Linked DNA regions of Triticum aestivum: region 1 is linked to region 2. Evidence: chromatin contacts called from public HiCAR-type data. All regions are on one chromosome and are shown on one strand. The core of a region is the stretch at or near the end of the contact, and the rest is flanking DNA. Distances in the headings are between cores, read along the strand shown.

The links. HiCAR-type assays count read pairs that join an accessible place to other places.
Region 1: a contact with region 2 is called in a HiCAR-type map of leaf, with 5 times the contacts expected there. The contact joins the promoter of LOC123160019 here to the promoter of LOC123160932 in region 2. A contact is called at or near these places in 4 of 5 Hi-C or Micro-C datasets (leaf, root and an unstated tissue) and 1 of 1 datasets of contacts at active chromatin or transcription factors (leaf).

What each region holds. Positions count from the first base shown.
Region 1 is chr7B:630,199,021-630,202,997 of IWGSC CS RefSeq v2.1, reverse strand. LOC123160019 (putative receptor-like protein kinase At3g47110) reads left to right here and starts at 2,211. Exons shown (of 2, transcript XM_044577838.1): 1 at 2,211-3,977. The coding sequence starts at 3,654. LOC123160020 (GPI transamidase component PIG-S) reads left to right here. Exons shown (of 6, transcript XM_044577839.1): 6 at 1,448-1,700. The coding sequence ends at 1,700.
Region 2 is chr7B:629,963,633-629,967,810 of IWGSC CS RefSeq v2.1, reverse strand. It overlaps LOC123160932 (protein NRT1/ PTR FAMILY 5.1), which reads left to right and starts at 1,519. Exons shown (of 3, transcript XM_044578785.1): 1 at 1,519-1,754; 2 at 1,853-2,070. The coding sequence starts at 1,646.

The DNA of each region.
Region 1 (3,977 bases), core at 962-3,461, 230 kb before region 2:
ACTCATGAACCCACTGAAACTCCAAATCGGGCTGTGTAATCTGACAGCAACGGCAAGTTCCACAAACGATGGTCCGAAGAGAGTCAAGCTGACGCCAGATGGCAGAGCACTGTGAATAGAACTCATCAATAGAGGAATCACCTTGCTGAAGTGCGTGCTCGTGACGCACCACAGATAGGTAGAGAGCATCACCACAGGGCTGATAGCGCTGACAGAGATAAGACCACATCGCTGCAACTGTGCCAAGTCCCATGAACTCCGAAGCAAACTGAGGGAGGACACTCGCAGTGAGAACATCAGCAGCACGAGCATCATCATTGCACCACTGAGTGTAAGCAGACAGATCATCGCGGTACACAGAAAGAGCATCGGAATAAGCTGATACCTGTTGGTCGTAAGCATCAACGGCAACATCATCGAGAGCCTTGGCTGCATCCCGATCAGCCTGAGAAGCATCAGCAGCAAGTACCGGCGGCACCGGTGGGATTGGGGCCACTGGCGCAACAGGGCATAACGAACAGGGGACCTCGCCAGAGAGAACACCCCACAGAAGAAGACCACGCATATGGATGCGCATAAAGCCCACAAACTCCGCATAGTTGGTGCCATCGAAGATCACCGAACACCTAGGAACAGCGACATAGCCCGAAGAAGACATAACGAGTGCTTCTTTTTCTTTCTCTCCTTCTTTTTGGAAGTCAACGGATGCAGAGACTCGATCTGGATCGAGAGAGGCGGGCAGGGGCGCACGAGACAGCGCTAGCCAGAGGCGGAGACTCGATCTTGATCGAGAGCCCGCAACGCAGCTGCCAGCCGGAGGACCGAACGGGACAACGCCCGCAGCTCCAGCAGGACAGCGCCAGAGGCGACTGGATGGGGCGGGCAGCGCCAAGCGGGACAACGGGCGCAACTCTAGAAGCGGCTGAACGGGGCGGGACGAGCGGGACGGCGGCCGGACGGGGCTGGCAGGACGAGGCAGCGGCCGCAGCAGCCGGTCGGGGCGACAAGGCGAGATGGCGCCGGACGGAGCAGCAGCCGAGCGGGGCGGCTGCCGGATGAGTCGGCCGGACGGGACAGCGTCCAGCTGGAGGAGCAGCAGAGCGGGGCCGGAGAGACAGCGGCTGGACGGCCGGAGACGAGCAGGCTAGGAACGAGGGGCACGGAGTTGCGTCGTGCGGGAGGAAGGGGCTAGCCTAGCATCTGATACCATGTTGGATAATCAGCAACTGGACTTTACTGAGGGCCAAAGGCCATTACATATATATGTGAGGTAAAGTGCATGAAACCCCTTATATGATGGGGATATACCGAAAAGAGACTATACACATCTAACAGCAACATCTCCAACAACATTTAGTAACTATCACATTGTCATTTACTCTTTTTTTATATATGATCTTTATGGATGATCATTAGTCATCTGAATTGCTTGTTCTGTAATAAACAGGTATATTCCATCTGCAAGGGAATGCCCTTTGTATTTGCAGCTTCCAGATGGGGAGCTTTCGAAAACTAATGCATTTATTTCCCCAGTAAGTACTATGCACCTTTCGTGTGTTGTACATCTTGCCATTTTTCTTGATAGTGTTTTTTTTTGGAAAAACTTTCAATCTATTCATCTTCAATCATGGCAGTACAACGAATACCAGATAAAAATTACATCCAAATTCGTAGACCACCTAGCGACGACTACAAGCACCGAAGCGAGCCGAAGGCGCGCCTCCGTCATCGCCCCTCCATCGCCGGAGCCGGGCACAACTTGTTGTAGTAGATAGTCGGGAAGTCGTCGTGCTAAGGCCCCATAGGACCAGCACCCCAGAACAGCAACCGCCGCCGATGAAAAATAACGTAGATCGGAAGGATCCAAACCGAAGACATACGAACGTAGACGAACAACGACGAGATCCGAGCAAATCCACCAAAGATAGATCTGCCGGAGACACACCTCCACACGCCCACCAACGATGCTAGACGCACCGCCGGAACGGGGGCTAGGCGGGGAGACCTTTATTCCATCTTCAGGGAGCCGCCGCCGTTTCGCCTTCCTGAGTAGGACAAAAACCCTAACAAGATTGAAAAAAACGACTAAAAACGGAGCCCTCCCGCCGGCCCTTGTCAGGATCCACCGCGCCTCCATGGCCCTAGGGCCACCGAGACGAGGCGGACCTGCGCCGGCGCCGGCGAGAGGCACAAACCCTAACTTTCTTTCTTGGAGGAGGAGGAGGAGGTGGAGGAGGAGCCCTATAGAACTTGTGCCTACTAGTACGTCTCTTTGGAACCCACCGGGCTGTTCACTTGGTTCAAAGAAGACACATGGGACTTGGAGACAAATGCCATCACAGGTGTGTAGAATTCATCATCTTTTGTATCTCTTGATACTAGAAAATCTGGAGGGCACTAGGAATGGTCTGCATGATACAGAAAAATACAATGAAGCAAAATGTTCCCTCCAGGAAAAAGAAAATGTTATATTTAATCCTCTGAACTCGTATTCGCTGAATTAACTAATTATTGGAAGCCTCTTTGGCTTAGCATAGACTGCTCATTTCTTTTGTTAAGATTCAAGGTAAATGAAACTATCTATTTTTGTAGAAATGCATTGAATTCAGAGTGATTTTAGGTATAGAACTAAGAGCACTGGCAGTTAGTGATCTCCTCAAACTACAAAAGTAGTTTGAGACTTTCAGTTATTATTAATAGCAAAGGTTCTGAAGCATGAAAATATTACTGTTAGATGCTATGATATTTACATCACGCATCCATCTATTGAGAAAATTAACTCAAACAAAAACACATGCTCTCCTGAGATTATGTATGAGAATTTCAACCACGAGATACCAATAGAAGATCCTAAAAAGTCGCTAAATATGGCAAAAATGTTGACCTCCTGAACTGTTAGCAGTACAACCCAATATATCAATTTAGTTTACCAACTGTATACATAACAATGGCACAAAAAAAAATTGTATACATAGAAACAAACATCGACATGCATGACTCTGTATGGACTAACATATATCGCTAACATGAAAAGTGAGTGCATATATCACCCCAATCTCAGTATGCAGCAAGTAAGTAAAGCTAGTTGCAAACATATACCGTCAAGGCATGAGGTTACGACTGTTCTGTTCAACCCCGTTGTAATCATGCAGAAATGGACGCCACTTCAAAGCAGAAACGTTGAGCTTTTCCCTTCATAGTATTCTGAAGGAACAACCCAGGTGGACGCAAGAGTACCTATGGATCCATCATTCTACCCACATCAGTTCTGAAACACAAAATCATTCTACCCACTAGATTTCAAACCGAGTAGCAAGACTCAGATACAATCATGTTGGCATGTTTCTACAAAGGAATCTAAGATTAACCAACCTACCATCTTATCATATTTGTCTACACCTACCGACGAAAACCATCTCACCAACTGCCATGCCGATTGGCATTATCCTATTTAGCAGCCATTGTTGACGGGTGGATAACACCTTTGAAAACGTCTGCATGTTGGACATTTTTGAGATTTAGCAACTACCAAGTTGTCAAAAGAGGACAGAAGGTCTAAATTATTGCTGGGAAATGAAAGTGACGGGACATAAACAGCGATTTAGGAGTTGTTGGAGTATTAGCACACCACCTGCAACTGGCAAAAGGCAATAATGCAAGACCAAAAATTGTATATATGGACCAGGCTACTGCTACTTGCCAACCAAACCAAGAGGGGCATGGCAATGGGGGTCATGAGTTTCCTATGGTCATTGCCAGCCGTCCTGATGATCGTCACGGTGATCGCCAGCGATGAGGCTGCGTTGCTTGCTTTTAAAGCACAAGTCAGCGATGGCAGCTCGCTGGCCTCCTGGAACAGCAGTGCTGATTTCTGCAGCTGGGAAGGCGTGACATGCAGCCACCGGAGGCCCGCGCGGGTGGTGGAGCTGAGCTTGGACAGCAGAGCGCTCGTTGGAGTACTCTCCCCAGCCCTAGGG
Region 2 (4,178 bases), core at 270-2,769:
AGGCGTCAAGCGGGGGGCGTGCTTGGATCCGCCGAATCTTCATGGGCGCCCGCCGTCGAGCATTCACCACACAATAGAAGCCGCGGCGGGGATTCTGGATCTGGGGATGGCGATGCGCCAAGCTCTAGAGAGTCTGGGACCTCGGATACTCCAGGGGAGGCGGCAACTGAACTGCACCGCGGTCCGGAGCCTGCGCCTACACGTGGAGAGGGAGGCATGCCCATGCTGGGCGGTGGGGAGGTGGCCGCCGCGGCATGCGTCGCGGGGAGGAGAGGGCTGACTACCTAGTTCAGCAGAAAAGGCGCTTCACTTTGCTGATGGGCAGAAAAGTCGCCCTTTGCTCTATAACCTTCTTGTCGGAGCCGCCGGCCTCGTCGTCATTGACAGCCGGGCAAAATGTCTACTCCTCGTCCTTGTCCTTCTCGTCCATGAAAAGCTGCTCACGCTCCACGTTCGCCTCGTGGATGAAGTGGCGGTTCGTCGTCACCTTCGCCTCAGACTGGATGAACTCGAGGATGGCCTACAGCTCCATCGCCTCCTTCGCTTGGGCGAGCTCAAACTCCACAACCGCTTCCCACATTGCTGAATTCGGTCTGCTCCAGCATTGAAGTCACCTCCTACTCATCCGACGTAGGCTCCTCCTCCTTCCACACCTCCGCCTCTTCCATCTCATCGTCTGGCGCCTCCTCCTATAGGAAATTTGAGGCAGGCAGGCCACAATGCGCGTGGTGCGGTGTGCCTCAACGACGCACATCTTCGCCTGGATCTCTATCCGACGCTCCGAAGTGAGCAGCTTGTAGTATGTTACCTTGGAGCGGACCGTCGCGGCTGGTGGAGGAAGAGGAAGAGGAAGAGGAGGGAGCAGCAGCGGCATGGACGGAAGCGAGAGGAGGAGAATGACAACGAGGTTAGGGTCGCCTCGCCGTCCGGCTTAAATAGCCGGGTTTCTCGGGCAGCGCACCAGGGCTGCTTCATGAATGCGTCCTCATTGAATTGGAGGAGACGCCCAAGAGACACGTGGCTTTCTGCATGGGTCCCGGTTGTCAATCTTACATGTCGGGCATGTTCGCGCCTCTTAATATCTGTCACATATGTAGATTGGATTTGAGGTGTGCCGGATAACCCGGACATAAAGAGTTGGTTTAAGGGGCTAGTTGGATGGCAATTTGGTGACCGGGTCGCAGATGTATAGATAGGATTTGAGGGATCCACTCGCATTTATGCTGGATTTATTTCAGGATTTCCGGCGATACGCGTTCAGTGTAAGGAGACGTCCCCGTCGACTACGAGGGGACTACGGTGACTTCGTAAAATCTCAAGATGATATGCCGGTTCAGTCTATCGGAGATGCTCATAGGAATAGGGTGTGCGTGTACGCGCGTATAAATGAGCGCTTGTGTCTGCACTGATCTGATGTTCAAAAAATTGTAGAGGTAATCTCGCATAAGTTTAGCATTTTCCTGATAACGACATGTGCCAAAGGCGGAGGTGAAGTTACCCGCGGCGACAGTCTCTGCCTAGCAAGTAGCCATCCGGCACTCCACATACACTCAATCATTTTGCTCCAGCCAAGCCCATTTCGACACACCACGAGACACGCACTAGAGTCTACACTCTACAGCATACATCGTCGGGTCGGCCATCGATGGAGGAACTCAAGCCGGAGTTCACAAAGGACGGCTCCGTCGACCTCCGCGGCCGGCCGGTCGTCGCCGCCCGGACCGGCCGCTGGAAGGCCTGCTCCTTCCTAGTCGGTGAGTGGTCAGTCAGTACCAGGCTCCGTCTCCCATAGATCGATTTGATCCGACTCTCCTTCTGATGAACCCGCGCGCGCGCATATGGACTGGCGCAGGGTACGAGGCGTTCGAGCGGATGGCGTTCTACGGCGTGGCGTCGAACCTGGTGGTGTACCTGACGACGCAGATGCGGCAGGAGACGGTGCCGTCGGTGCGCAGCGTCAACAACTGGACGGGCACAGTGTGGATGACGCCCATCGCCGGAGCCTACGTCGCCGACGCCTTCCTCGGCCGCTTCTGGACCTTCACCGTCTCCTCCCTCATCTACCTCTCGGTCAGTACCAGGCTAGCAAAAATCATCTCCTAGATTGATCTTCAGTTCGATAGATGAGTCCAATTTAATCCGCAATCCAGTATATTTCCCAAAACACAATGCATCCTTCAAATTGGGAGCTCATCCTCATACACGGTTTCACTCACAGCACATTATTATTAGTAGTAACTCGGATGACTCAAACAACGCACTGCAGTAGAAAACGTACAAGAAATTACCACGCTAGCAGCAGCTATTCGAGAACTGCACCATGTCTGAAACCGGACGGAGAGACTAATCAGTCAGTACTCGGTAGTGTTCAGTCAGAGCCCGATGCTGGTAGTAGAAGATTCTTACGGACAATCCTTGTCAGCTCGGGCCAACCCAACTAGGACTAGTGTTTTGTCATGACGGTTAGGATTGCGACCGGAGAAGAAAAACGCATTTGGATCTCGGAATCTTTCGGCTGGGAGGCGTGGGCAAAAGCCACTACTACTCTGCTTTCGTTGTTCTGTTTCTGCGCTACACGTACGGCGGCCCCACCGGCATCCATCACACAAGGCGTATGCCGATGGGTATACCCAAGCATGGCAAAAGGCTATCATGTCCATGCCAATCCAGAACCCAGATTTAGTACAGCTGGAAAACTCTTCACATGTGTCACCGTCCATGACAATAATAGTAGGAACTAGCCTACAAAAATATCTTACATTTTGAGATGGAGTATCTTAGCAGAAACGTCAATAATAACATTTTTGGGACAAGCGGTGAATTGTGTTGGCTCAAATGGAGCATTAAGTGGATACAAATACAATAAACACACGCCCTCACCCTACACAGTTATGATACACACGACTAACACCAACACACACAGACAAAAAACACGCCAGCAAATACCAAAGTCATGTAAGACCAAAGCCATGTGTAAATGAGAAAAAAAAACTCAAAGCGATCAGATTGGCGATTGACAAACTACACCAATGACCGTATCCACATAAACCATCTCATGACACTACATGGATGACGAGATTCTTCAACAACAACGCTTTCAGGATCTAGCCACTCAAGGCCAAAATATAAGGTTCACCCTGCAGGATCAGTCCGAGCATATCCGAACAATGGCATTAACAAGGTAACGACGTAAAAATATCGTCATTGCCAGGTATAACCAACTCGGGCCAGACCTAGGCTTTCACCATGGAGCACGAGACCGGGTGCTCGAGTAGCACCACTATTGACGTCAATCATGGGCCGTCGCCACCACTTTTCTACTATCCCAGCAGCTACGTGCGATGTGCGACCGTCAACACTACACAACCATCCCTTTGTGTCAAGCCATCGTCCATTTTTTTTCATCTCACCGTTGAATTCAACCACCGGGTCCTGAAAAGAGGAACCCTCATGAACACCTTTCGGTGACCACCGCAATTCTTAGCGAGGAAGCCGCCACAGGCTGGAGTAGTCACCACAAGGACCAACACCGAATATCACCTAGACAAAGCCCTGCTAGGCCCGTCAGCCCAGGGACCGGCATGGCCGGAAATGGGGCACAAAAGGCATATTATCATGGCCGACACACGTCGCGTGGAGCACAACTATCACTAGATATGGAGTGCACAACCTCCATATCGATGCCACGCCTCCCAACCGGAGCACCGTGGCCGCCTCGAGCACGCCCATCGTCGAGCCCCCCCCCCCCCCCCCCCGACAGGAACCTGCTCACTGGCCTACCTGCCGCATCTGCAAAGCCTCCTCCACGCATCCTGCCTTTGTGCCACACAGACCCACCAGAACCGCTGTCACCTTCCGATGTGCAACCATGATGGTCGCCACCGAGATTATATGAATATGACGCGTCGCCCCGCAGTCATCCATCACGAGGGCTTTGCCCAGTGGCACACATGCAGTGGTGGAGGGAGGTGCAAGTAGGAGAGGGCATTGGTGGTGTCGGCCTGGAGGCGCCGCCATGTCGCCAAGAGCGATACGGGGGCTGATCCAATTTTTTCGAGAGGATCATATGTGATCTGATGTTAGGCCACACCAAAAAAAAATGATAACATAAACAAAAAAAGTATGAGGGGTACATTTTGCCAACAATCCTCGAGCGTGTGTTTTTGCAGTTTATTTGA